2 separate regions of the Mus musculus genome follow, and region 1 is linked to region 2. A link is a contact called in public HiChIP or PLAC-seq data. All regions are on one chromosome and are shown on one strand. The core of a region is the stretch at or near the end of the contact, and the rest is flanking DNA. Distances in the headings are between cores, read along the strand shown.

The links. HiChIP or PLAC-seq counts read pairs in DNA pulled down with a chosen protein or histone mark.
Region 1: an H3K4me3 HiChIP or PLAC-seq map of embryonic forebrain shows a contact between it and region 2, with 3 times the contacts expected there. The contact joins the enhancer-like site here to the promoter of Slc29a4 in region 2. A contact is called at or near these places in 6 of 39 promoter capture datasets (the C10 cell line, cranial neural crest, embryonic stem cells and 3 more), 1 of 15 datasets of contacts at CTCF or cohesin (large pre-B cells), 1 of 484 Hi-C or Micro-C datasets (female germline stem cells), 3 of 115 datasets of contacts at active chromatin or transcription factors (embryonic basal ganglia, embryonic forebrain and pancreatic cancer cells) and 1 of 9 other capture datasets (embryonic stem cells).

The regions. Positions count from the first base shown.
Region 1 is chr5:143,045,488-143,051,850 of GRCm38.p6, forward strand. The region is part of intron 13 of Rnf216 (ring finger protein 216); the gene reads right to left. It overlaps Gm43380 (a long non-coding RNA gene), which reads left to right. Exons shown (of 3, transcript XR_003955828.1): 2 at 1-6,363. Among named protein-coding and RNA genes, the nearest start is that of Gm43380, 9.7 kb to the left of the region's middle. Within about 2 kb of position 2,979, at least 145 of the 459 cell types and tissues checked have an H3K27ac peak or open chromatin away from gene starts, as enhancers often do. A contact at or near this core is called in embryonic basal ganglia, embryonic forebrain, female germline stem cells and 1 more, where this site is marked.
Region 2 is chr5:142,700,461-142,707,548 of GRCm38.p6, forward strand. Slc29a4 (solute carrier family 29 (nucleoside transporters), member 4) reads left to right here and starts at 1,641. Exons shown (of 11, transcript NM_146257.2): 1 at 1,641-1,831; 2 at 4,896-5,075. The coding sequence starts at 4,907.

The sequences.
Region 1 (6,363 bases), core at 1,729-4,228, 350 kb after region 2:
CTCTAGCAACTTGGGAACCTTCAGATCAGTCTTTCTGTAGAGCAGCCAGTCAGGCCGGTTAGCAAGGTGGTTTCACAGTCCCCACAAGAAATGGGGACCTTGTGCAGGTCTCCAAATTTTCTTATCTTCAGTTTTTAAATCAAACTGCTATCAGATGATAATAAGTAAGTAAGTAAGTAAGTAAGTAAGTAAGTAAGTAAGACTGGTCCTGTCATTTCTGTGGTCAAGACCCTTGATGTTGGTTACAGGAAGCTGTACATTCTTCATTAGGGCATACCACCCATTCCCACAATGACTGAAGTTTCCATCCCCAGAATTGTTCTCTACCATGTCCTTTTGTTCTGAAGGCTCTTAACAGTCTCTACCCTGCTCTCAAGGGCCTTTAAGTTTCACAGGGTCACTGCTGTGGGGGTTCTTGTATGTACCAGAGTTAGGGTTACTTCATCTGGAGCCTCTGCAAAGAACACGGTCTATGTCTGTTCAGATGGGGCAGAGCTAGTGTACACCTCTCTCTGGAGTTTGAGGCCTATTCTATAGAGTTCAGTGGAACCCCTAACACAGTTTGAAACTAAAGTTTCTGAAATGCTGGCTTCTCCACAAAACTGTTGTCTTCTCTGGATCACCAAAAGCTACAACGCGGCTTTCAGGTGAACTGCCCTAATGCTTCTTTCTTCTTCAGCCCTGACACCACATCTACCAGCCGGCTCCTCCTCTCCCTTCCCTACATTCATCTCAGATCCCCTATTTGTGCCCAGGTCAGAAGCCAGCATCACTTTAGACCTGGTTGCCATGGCAACCCTGTACTGTAATCTTCCCCAAAGGAATCTCTGTGATCCTAGTCAGGTCCTAGCCTTTCTTGACACTATCAACCTTAGATTTTTGAAGAAATATTCTAACAGTTTGAAAAACAGACTGAAGATACACAAGAACATGTAACACCACCATCAGGAAAAACAAAATCTTAGTACAATTAGCACAAAAATTAAATAGGAAAATGTTGTATGTGTCTGGTTAATAATACATGTAGTTGCATACATAAAACACTTAACCACTGTAACTTTCTGAATGAATGTGTGCAAAGAAATTCTCTAATATTACTTTAAGTGTGCATTTAATCTAGAACCTTGGTATTCCCATCAAATGGTCTAGAATAATACAACAGAATAGCAGTAGAAAAGACCTGAGCTTGTCATGAGGACAAAGTTGATAGTCAACATATGTTTTTTTATTGCTAAGCAGTTCCTAACCTATTAGCTATCACTCAGAGAAGAAACAAACAAGAGACTGCATTCTATCTCCTGCAGGGGACTGAGATCTGCACTGCTTGTATTTACAGACAGTGCCATTCTGTCACAGTTAGGTCAGATGAGAAGGCAGACCAGGCTGATGTGAGGATAAGTAGACTGAGACATGAGCAGAACACAGAGGCAACACTGAAGCTGGTCCTGGGCTCTGGCACAGCACATGCGCCTGCAGCTGGGTTTTGTGGAAGACTTTTTTGTGAAAGAAAGAGGACTACTAGGGACTAAGAGGTACCAACTGTGCTTTTCAAGGCCCTGGGCAGTATAACTTCCCAGAGTTTCTAGACCAAGGCTGGCTGATGGATGGGCAGCAGATGAACTCACCTGCCCATGTAGTCTCCAGTCCATAGCTAGTGCTTTTCTCCCCCTCTGGAAAGGGAAAGGCACTGTGCAGCTATCTTAGCAGCAGCAACAGCACTTGCTTCAATGGGCATCCAAGGTTGTTGAAGGCACCTCATGAATGGAAAGTAAAACAACTAAAACTTCTGTGGCTCCTGCCCTCTAGTAAACTGAATGATAAATATCATTATTCCTGAGGTAGACACAGGAGGACACAGTAAAACAACCACTTTATTAGACCTTTGTTGTTATTGAGGCAGGGTCTTACTGTGAAGTTCTGACAGCCCAAGAACTCTTAGACCTTGCTGGCCTCAAATTCAAAAAGATTCTCTCCAGAGGGCTGGGATTAAAAATTCCTGATGTGGGTTTTCTGAATACACATGCTCAAACACATTCTCTAAGTCAGGTAACTTATTTAGTTCTCCAAGAGGAAAAAGGCTTGGGTACACAGGCAAGTTTGTGAAGGGTTGAGGATTCTTTACCACACAGGCCTTAGGGCAACTAGATAGGGCGTGGGGTTGAACAGGGCAAATGTTCAGCAACTATGGCCTGTTTTTCCCAAGCACAGGTCTCCAAGTGACAAGTGACCTGAGGTCTCTCATGGGTTGTGAGTCACAACTCTGGACAGCACTGGCTCTCAAGTCACAGTGGACTTGGCAGGAGCCAAATCAGGCAAGAGCAGTGGACCTTCAGCTGCTTTGTTTCCTGTGGTCACAACCACCACACACACATGGATAGTTAAAGACAGAAATGAGCTGGGAAAAAATTTGCCCCTTCTCTATGCCCTCAGGACTCTGACTACATGGACTAAAGAGAGTCTTTGGAAGAGCAGGGGGTTGGCCTTAACTGTCAAGTTGACAGAGTCTAGAACTATCTGGGAGATGGGCCTCTGGACATGACTGTGGGGGATTATCTTGAGATATTGAGACCCATCTATTGTGGGTGGCACTAGGCTGGAGACCTAGAAAAAGAGCTGACCAGCAGCAAGCGTTCATCATGCTCAGCTTTCTAAACACAAAGCGAACACATCCTTCAAGCTCTAGCCACCCTGCCTCACCCACCATGATAACTGACCCTTGAACTGCAAGCAGACAAACCCTTTTTTGCATTGGGATTATATTTTATCACAGCAACAGGGAAAGAAGACACAGGGCTAGAGAAACTGCTCTGCTGCCCACTTCCCCAGGGCCAGGGCTTGCACACTAAGCACTGAAGCTGTAGCAAACAGCACTGAGAGAGGAACCCCATGAAGGCAGACAGAGACAAAGAGATGCTAAAAGCTGGAGGGGAGGGGCACTGAGGGGAAGCAAGAAGCCCAAAGCTGAGCCTGTCACAAGTCATGCTTCCTCCCCTTTCCTCTTACACTCCATCCAAATGGCAAGTCACCAAGGCTGCAAATGCCTATCTCAGGAGTAATTAAATCAAATGAATCTCAGGAGAAGAGCTTTAAATATTCAAAGCCCCATTAATCCTCATGCCTTGTAATTAAATATGCATGCTAAGAAGACCTGGACAAAAGCAAAAACACTTTCAAAATGTGCATTTTAAAAATCTGTAGCATTAGCATGTATTTCTGTCCTGACCTTGTGGAAACTATGTAAAAAATTCCATGAAGCATACACTGTAGAAATGGAGAGAAGAATGCAGATACAATCTTGGCCCATACTGAGCTTTAAAAATGTGCCTGAATAAACAGTTTTCTCCTCTCTCCCTCTCTCTCTCTCTCTGTAAGCCTAATTCCAGGGCCTAACTTGAGTAAGGCAAGTGACTGACTGCTGAGTCACACCTCAGCCTGCAAAGACTTACTTTTAAGGACTTAGAGATTTGAACTTGCAAATAATGACCCCTTTTCCTTCTTGCAATGTGACCTGGACCCAGCACCTTGGAAACTTCTTGTTTCTGCAGTTGAGCTCCTCTCACTTGAGTCCTGTTAAGCTCAGTGACTTCTCAGCCCTCGGGGCCTACCTTCTATGTGACAGTCAGCATGAGAGAAGACTGCTCCAACACAGCATCCTGGAGGAGAGCAGTAAGATGGCCAGCCTTCCCTTGCAGGAATAGTGTGTGCCTGAAAACCCCCAGGGAGACTTGGATTGCCACAAGCTCTCTGGTCTCTTTCCAGAGCCCAGAGCCCTGAGGAGGGATAGATGGAATAGGAAGGAATGGCACTCCTGTTTCTCTGGTGAGGAAGTCAGGGTGAATGTTCTGTTGATGACCACATAGTTCAGTTTTTGAATGTCTTTCCAATGAGCAGGAGTTGCTGCTGGGAACTACCAGAGCCATGGGCAGGCAGAGTCACCTACTGAGTGTTCCAGTGACAATTCTACTTCACTGCTCTGTTCTTTTTTTTTTTTTTTTAATTGGGTATTTATTTCGTTTACATTTCCAATGCTATCCCAAAAGTCCCTCACACGCTCCCCCACCTACTCCTCTACCCACCCACTCCCACTTCTTGGCCCTGGCGTTCCCCTGTACTGAGGCATATAAAGTTTGCAATGACCAATGGGCCTCTCTTTCCACTGATGGCCGACTAGGCCATCTTCTGATTGATATGCAGCTAGAGTCACGAGCTCTGAAGGGGTATTGGTTAGTTCATATTGTTGTTCCACCTATAGGATTGCAGATCCCTTCAGCTCCTTGGGTACTTTCTCTAGCTCCTCCATTGGGGGCCCTGTTATAAATCCAATAGCTGACTGTGAGCATCCACTTCTGTGTTTGCCAGGCCCCGGCATAGTCTCACAAGAGACAGCCTTCACTGCTCTGTTAGAATCATTCACTTATTTAGAATACAAGAGAAAGGTTTTTGGAAACTTGCCAGAGCAGCCATCAGACGCAGTGCTATTTGCAGCAACGGACTGTTTCCTACAGAAGGTCTTAAAGATGAAAGCACAGGCCCTGACCAGCCCAACTGGATTCATTGTCATGGTCAATTGATTGTGCCTGTCAGGAACGCCAGGTTCTAAATTAAAAGCTAAAAATTAAGGAATATGTGAAATTTCTAGACATTAAAGAGTTCACAGGCAGCTATCTCTGAAGCAAAGACAGTCTTGAAGGACCCTTTTCCTAGCACCACGGAGTTAAGTGACACTGAAGTATTTCTAGTATAACCCCACTGCTCTTTCCAAGATTCTGAACTAAGCAGATACAGAGAAAATGATCCCAGATGTGAGGTGTCCCAGACCCAGGAAAATCAAACACACCGCCTATCCACCCACCCAGAAAGTAGCTCATCAAGAAAAGGGATAAAAGACTCTATTTGCATTTTCAAGGATGTGAAAGTGAAAGTACTGAAAGAATTAGGAACCCCTTTCCCCAACCAGGCTTTCTCTGTGCAGCTCAGCTGTCCTAAACCTCGCTGGGAACGCTAAGATTATAAGCATGTGTCATAATACCCAGCTTATTCAGTGCTGTAAACCAGAAACCCAGGATTCCATCCATGCTAGGCAAGTACTGAGCTGCATCTAACTGGAAGCCATTTTGCTAAGGGTTTGAGGATTTGCGCCGATCATGAAGAATGGCTTAGAATTCTGTACCAACACAGCAGTAACGCCTGTCACAGTCAATACACCTTCCTGTTTCCTAGAGGAAAGGAGCCAACCTGAAGATGAGAGCATGGCTTAGCACAGCACACTCCCACTGACATCACAGACACTATAGCTGGCTGGTGGGGACAACAGGCCTTTTGTTTTTAGAAGCACAGACTGGGTGAAGTTGAAAGCACTTCCAGCAATGTTTACTCTTCTTTTAATTATTAGTTGCCTGAGGGAAAAATATATAATACAAGTGTGATTTAACAGTAAATGACGCTGAAGTGAACTCACTGCATACTGTATCACACACTCAAGTACTTATGAGCCACAAAGAAAAAAGGAGGAGGGAGCTATCCTTCATTTCATTCTAGGAAGAACAAGGGGAGAGATGGTCAGCCAAACTGAATCCCCCTTTTTTAAAGATTTATTTATTTATTTTATGTATGATGAATACACTGTAGCTGTCTTCAGACACACCAGAAGAGGGCATCAGGTCCCATTACAGATGGTTGTGAGCCACCATGTGGGTGCTGGGAATTGAACTCAGGACCTCAGAACCGCTGAGACATCTCTCTAGCCACCACCACCCCCAATTGATTTTTTTTTAAATCTCTACTAACATATGTACATGCCAAGAAGGTGGACACTCTTGTCTCAAGCCATCCTTTAGCTACTGAATTCCTTATAGGAAAATAAAAAGCTATGCCTCGACATTCAGAAAGAGGGAATGGAGCAGGAAGCTCACACACTGCATTCCATGTCTTGCTCTGAGCCTTTAACAGAGGCTCCCATGTAACAGACTCCCATGCGTCTTGTGTTTTCTGGAATGGGATATAAAATTGTATTGATGACTAACAGTAATTCTACGTATCTCACTTTATTATCAATGAGAGGGTTGCTTTAGATAACTATGACACATGATCTCCTGGATGAGAACTAACATCAAAACACAAAATACTGCTCTTAAAGATAAAACTTAGGTATAGTGGTGCCTACCCGTAAGTCCAGCACAGCTAGCTGGAGAACCAACAATAAAACAAATTGGTAAAACTCAGGAGCCTGAATGGCAAAGCTGACTGAATGTAGGAAGAGAAGCAAGTATTAAAAGGCTAAAGACAAAGGTGCTGCTCACTCTGTCTTCAGTGGATCTGGGAGACTGGGCTGCTGTGGCTCCTGCTCAATACAATGAAACGGAA
Region 2 (7,088 bases), core at 391-2,890:
GACTATGCAAAGCCTTGGGGGCTTGCACATTGACATTGTTATAACTCACTGGAGCCTCCAACAGGTCACCTCTGTGGCTTACAGAGTTGTGAAAGAAGGTCAGGGGGCACACACTGTTCCCTGGTATGTATGGTAATACACACCTGTCATTCCAACACTCTAGAGGCTGAGGCACAAGAACCCTGAATCCTAGACCAACCTGAACTACGGTAAGAAGAGACCATTAAAAAAAAACAGACACTTCTAGGAACTTTGCTCTGTGAGAGAGAGGCTAGCAAGATGACAAGAAAGCCCCCAGGCATGGGTAGAACCAAGCAGGCTTCCACGAAGAAGTGGGAATGCAGGCAAGAGGAGGGGTATCCAGACAAATGCATCTCTCTGTGCCTCGGTCCTGAAGACTCCTGGCCCCCATTAACAGGTCCCAGTTTGTAAGGACTTAGGGTACTGTTCCCACTTAATTCCTGGTCTTATCTTTATGGCCCCCATGGGGCATGTGGCCAGGACCAGGGTCAGAATAGGCCCTACTGAAGCAATCAGTGCCAGCCCCAGATTGTCGCAGATCACCTAGAGCTCCAGGAGACTAAGCCTGGCAAGAATCGTGAAGGGACTGAGAAGTGAGGACGGCCAGCTAAGACACCAAACCTTCCTGTATGCTAGACTGTCAGATACTGTAACCTGAGAGTGGAGAGAAGTGGGCAAAGACAAGTGGAGTGTGAATGGGTAGAGGCAGCGCTTATGCTGAAAGCCACGGTCCAGCATAGGATGAGTCCACGCCGTCGGGGAGTGGTAGTGTGGGGGAAACAAGCATGGGAGTGGGAGGCGGGGCAGAGAGGCAGGGCTGGTGTGAAGGCTGTGGGAGGGGCCATGGGGGCGTGGCACAGGGAAGTGATGGGGCGGAGCTAGCAGGTAGTGAATAAGAAGTCATGTATGAGGGCTAGAGGTGAGGCCAGGTAGGTGGGACGAAGTGGGCCCAGAGGAGGAGAGTGGAGCATGTGGGAATAATGGGGGTGGAACTAGGCAAATGAAGTAGGAGCAGGGGAAGAGGGGGATGGAAGAAGGGCCCAGCACGCATCAAGGGAAGCGGGGAAGGAATAGGGGTGAAGAAAGAATAGAGGTGAGGCTAGGGCCAGCGGAGAGGAAGGCAGGGAAAGGGGGCAGGCTCTGTGGTCTGGGTTGGGGCTGGCTAAGGGCACAGAAGGAACGAGGGTGAAGACAGCAAAGAGGCTTGGGGGCATTAGAGTGGGCAGTTCAGAGGCGGAGCCAGAGGCGGGGTCATATAGAGTGAGTGGAGCATAGGTAAAGAAAATGGGGCGGGGAATATGGTAAAGACTGGGTAGGGCCAGGGGCGGAGAGCGCAGGTAGAGATTGGGCGGAGTGTATAGGAGAGAAAGAGGGGTTTAGGGGCGGATTTATACAGAGTGGATGTAGCGTGGGCAGGGAGACTGGGAGACTGAGTGGCCGTAGGCCCCACTGGAGGCCGGACCTGGGTGGAGCCCTGTGGAGTGGGCGGGGTGTGAGGGGCGGGGCCACGAGGGTGGGCGGGGCATCTGGATGGTGAAAAGTGTGGTTGGAGGCGGGACTTGGGCGGAGTCACGCGGTGGGCGGAGCTAGGAGGGCGGAGCTAGGAGGGCGGGCGGGGCGTGGGCCGGGCTAGCTCGCTGCAGCTGCTGCGCCCCCAGCACGCGCTCACGGACCCGGGCCCGCGGACCGGGACACCGAGCAGGACGCCCGCCGCGCCCGGTCCCAAGCCTCGAGAAGCGGGGCACAGCGCAAAGGGTCCGGGCGCGGGCGGCAGGCAGGCAGCGAGGATCCCAGCCTGGGGCCGCCCGAGGTGAGTGTCGCCACGGAGGTGGCAGGGAGACGCCGGCGGGGACCTGTCGGAGCCTTTGTCTGCGGCGCGCGGCCCCAGTCGCGCCGCCTCTCCCTTCCGCCCTCCCAGGCACCGGATGGTTGCCGCACCCCTTGTCCGGGGAGGATGGGTACCCTCGCACAGTGCAAGATCCCCTGCATCCGAGCTGCGAGGGCGGGACGCAGGCTCTAGAAGGGGACAGACGCGGGTGGCCTTGGCCGAGCCGGATCACGGCATTATGTCCTCCCTTGGTCACACCTCAGGGGACCTTGCACCTGAAGTTCCTTCCGGACCCATCTCCTTCCATCACGCCCTTCTGCCCAGCCAGCTTCCTTCTAGTTTTGAAAAAGGTTATGACAGAGGCGGGGCCTGGGCACTGGGTCACGACCTCCGAGTTGCCCCTGAAGTCTCTCTTTGCTGGTGGCCCTGTGGGCCGGGGTCCAAGTTTGATACTGCTAGTGCTTCCTGCGGAAGAAACATCAAGGTCTGCTAGTGTCCGGACTGTGCAGGAACCTAAAGCATGGAGAGAGATGGGCCTGGGCTACCCCTCTGCCCTGCGGGCATCCCAGGCCTTGACCAGTCTGTGGCATTGATGTTACAGTCATCTGTCCCCTGGCACTCAGAGGAGCTGCCCAAAGTAGCTCAAAACCCACAATCCTGCAGCGGGGAGTGGAGCCTTAGGATGCTGAGGGAGACTCCCTAAACAACGTCTGGGCACGGGACAGGGGCATCCAAGGGCATCTTAGTAAACAAGACTTGTGGCTGGAGCCAGAAGTTCAAGGCCCGAGGAGGTTGAGCAGGCTGGCTTTCCAAGTGAAATGTAATTTTTCTGCCTCTTCTGCCGACTGCACATGTGGGGCAAGCAGCCTGAGAGACAATCCCTACAGCATCTGAGAGAGGCCAGTGGTGGTCAGCCGGGTCAGGGTTCAGTTAGAGCTGTCTGGCTGTGGGTTTGGCCCTCCTCTGCCTTTTTGGTTATCTCTTCTTCAGACTGGTGTTGTGTGCCTAGTTTTACAGGACTACTGAGAGCTCGGAGCCCTCTTTGACCCACAGGGTACTTAGGGGTGGCTTGCATCACTATTAAAACGCCAAGTGTGCGTAGCTAAATTTTTCCTAGCAACCACCCAGTCCCTCTTTGTGAAGTACTCTCTCACCCTCTAGGTGGGTGTTTGGTGCCAAGGATGGTCTGAAAACTAAATAAATGTCCTGTATCATCCACAATGCTTTCGTGACAAGCACTGAGGGGTCCGAAGTCAGGAGCATGGAGAAGAGCTTCCCTTCCAATGTCTATCTGTATGCCCTTGAATTTTAATTAAAGTGGATGTAGGAGAGGAGGGACCTGAGACCCTGGATGTTGCATGTTGGGGGCTGGGAAAGGAGAGAGATGAAAGCCATGGGGACAGTGTAGGTGGCAGCTGCCCGCCACGCTGACTGAGCCAGAGCAAGCAGCCTGGCAGGATGCCGAACACGTCCGCCTTCCCGGATGGTGTGGCCTCAGCCAGGCAGAAACCTCTCACGCTGTCTGGGAGACTGCATCATGGGAACCCCTACTGAAGAGGAGCCGGGTGTCCTCCAGGACTGAGCTTCCGTTCCAGGTGGACCAGGGGACACTGAATGGCGTTCCAACAGTGCCCCCCTTCCCCAGCCCCTCCTGTCTAAGGTTGGCAGGCAGTAGTCTGACCCGGTAACTCTAAGCCTTCACTAACCCAGACTCTTTGGAGATCAGGGATCTGCATGCCGAGTGACCGACAAGACTGGGGTTGTACCCAATGTCACTGTCACTCAAGCCCAGGCCAGCTATGCCTTAAACCCTTCTAAGCCTCTCCCGAATCCAGATAGGACCAGAGTGACGGGAGGGGAGCTTCACCTTCCTTCCTAGCACTCAGAGACAAGTTTCCTGCCTCTTGTCCACTGACCATGAGTCCTGGATCATTACCGATCGGTGTAGAGTTCCTTAGGTCCCAGATCTTAAGTATGCTGCAGGCTCCAAGGCTCCAAGGAGAGCACATCTCAGTCTCTGACCCGAACACCACTCTGTCAAGAGTTAGAGGATGCAGAGATGACATACCCAGGAGCAGGATTTCCTAACTGCCGGGAAGATCTCACCTGGGGATCTGGATAAGAGGTAAACTGAGGTAGCAGAGCTGCAGAAATGAAGACCTGGTAAAGAAATGAAAGCAGGTGGCTGTGGCACAGGGCACACTGGTGACACAGGTCCAGAAGTGATCAGTGTACTTCTTAAAGGTGGCATCTTTTAGAGGTGGGGCCTCCAGCTTCTTCCATGGCTTCTCTCACATGTGCTTGGTGAGAAAGACAGGCTGTCTCTGTCCGTGGTCTGGGTCCACCGGTCAAATGTTATCATCACTATGCACGTTGCATGCTCTAGGAAGAGTGTGCATCTTCTCATTATCACATAAAAATTGGAACAGAGTTTGAAAATTCATCTGACAAAAGTTAAAGGAAGAAAAGTGAGGCACTCCATGCACACGGGGCATTGCCCAGGCACAGATTCCCTTCCCTTCAAAATAAGGGCTGGTAGATCTGAACTGGAGCAAGAAACATTGTGGTAAGACTTTGATCTGTACGGCTCAGTGGTAGAGCCCCTGCCTAGATTCCCCCAGTGAGGGGCTGCGGTGTGGCTCAGTGGTAGAGCCCTTGCCTAGAATCCCCCAGTGAGGGGCTGGGGGCGTGGCTCAGTGGTAGAGCCCCTGCCTAGAATCCCCCAGTGAGGGGCTGGGGTGTGGCTCAGTGGTAGAGCCCCTGCCTAGAATCCCCCAGTGAGGGGCTGGGGGCGTGGCTCAGTGGTAGAGCCCCTGCCTAGAATCCCCCAGTGAGGGGCTGGGGGTGTGGCTCAGTGGTAGAGCCCCTGTATAGCTTGTGTGTCTCTGAGCTTTGCCCTCAGTCCCACAAAATATATTTAAACAAGTAAACCAATGGGTGAGGAGTGAATGAATAGAATGACCCTGAGGTACGCACCCTGAAGACTTAACTGTGGGATCACAGTGCCCCCCCCCCAGCCTTACTGCCTCATCTCCTTTCATCACAGTGTGAACTGCCATGGGCTCTATCGGAAGCCAGCGCCTCAAGGAGCCCTGCGTGGCAGCCACATCTGACCAGAGTGTGGTGACAAGCTTTAGCTTTGACAACTTCCAGCTGGAGACGACAGCAGAGGGGGCTCAGGATCCAGGCATCAGAGTCAGGGGTGTCCCCACTTTCACAGACTCTGGTGAGTAAGTGACATTGTCTGCCCCAGGGCAGTGACTGGCCACATGGACCCTGGTCAGTCTTTGGGGCAGGAGGTGATTCAGGTTGCCATAGGGACTAAGAGGCTCAGTCAGGATGAAGTAGGTGGCTTGGGTAACAAATAACAACTATACCTAACTCTGGTGTGTGTCATGTGACCTCTGCTAGTGGCCGTCCACAGCATAGTCCCTGTCGAGTCTCCTTCTCATTTGTGTTCTTCAAAGCAAACCATTCCTGGTTGCAGAGAGTGAGGGTTAGATGTGAAGTTCTAGTCTCTTCTTTTCAGTTCTGCTGTGTGATCTAGAGCAAAGACCTAAACATCTCTGAGCCTGTTTCCCCAAACTGAAGAGCTGGTCCAAATGACTGTGCATTTTGGACTTGCAGAGCAGCTCTAGGGTTAGTGGGTCCAAGTTCAACCCTGCCATCATCCCTCCCTTGCTTGAGAACTTTGTATTCTTGAGGGACAAGGCACAGACCTCAACACAGCTGCAGCAAAATTCATAGTATCCCTTAGCACTATCTGGGAGCCACCTGTAAGAAGCACCTGGAGCCACCTGTGAGGGTAGCACCTGTGAACACCTGGGAGCCACCTGTGAGGGTAGCACCTTGTGTGGATGGTGGTGTTCTGCTCGATAAGCCCCATGTTGGGCTGCAAAGAACACCTGATCCTGTGCAGAGGGATGGAGTCACTTCAGTTCCAGCCCCCAAGGATGACAAGAGACATGGTGGGGGAAGGGCCCGGCAGACTGGACCAGGGAGTAGGCGAGACTTAGGTGTCAGCGATGCATTAAACTGTAAAGTCTACAAGTATGGCACACTTAGTGTTGGAGGCTATGGCAACCGGCGTTTGGTTAGAGAAAAGCATCAGGAGATGCTAGATAGAAGAAAGGAAAGAAGAAAGGAGATGGATAGGTGATAGATACATACATACATAGATACAAAGATGATAGAGAAGTGATGGATGATGGATAGATGGATGGATGGACGGATACATGCATACATAGGTACATAGATACGTAGGTGGATAGATACATATATGATAGATAAATGAGAGATACATAGATAGATGGATACGTACATACATAATAGGTAAGTGATAGATGACTGACGGATATAGAGAGAGGTAACAGAAGATAGATATAGATAGATGGATAATAGAGAAGTGATTGATAGATGATAAATAGATAGATAGGTAGATAGATAGATAGATGATGGATGGATGGATAGATAGATAGATAGATAGATAGAAGGCCAGAGATAGTGGCTCAGACTTATAATCCCAGCATTCGGGAAGCTGAGAGAGGATTACCACAATCCTAGGCCAGCCTCAGCTGCATAACTTGACTTTCTCTTAATAAAGCCAAATAATAGATATCCGAAATGATAGATGAATAGGTAGATGACAGATGGATGAGTAGGAGAGTAGATAAATGGACAGAGAGCTAGATGACAGGTGGGTGGATAGATAGGTTGATTAAATAGACCACAGAGTGGGTAAATGGATGGATAGGTGGATGGGTAGAGGGATATTCAGATGATGGGTGGATGGAGGATATATGGGTGTGTGAACATGGATTGATGAAGGGTGGAAGGACAGTGGGGTGGATGATGGAGGATGGATGGGTGGACATGTAGATGGATTAATAAAGATGATGGATGGGAGAATAAATAATGGCTAGATGGATGGATAAAAGGATGACTGAAGAATGGGTGGGGGATGGGTGATCAAAAGATGGGTGGATGGAAGATAGATGAATGGCAGATGTATGGACAAATGGATGACTGATGGATGAAAGATGAATAGATGGAGGGAGGATGGATGAATGGATGGATGGATGGATGGATGGATGGATGGATGGACATGTGGATGGACAGGTGGATGGATGGATGGGTGGATGGATGGATGGATGGATGAATGGATGGATGGATGGATGGATGGATGGATGGACAGGTGGATGGATGGATTGATGGATGGATGGATAGATGAATGGATGAA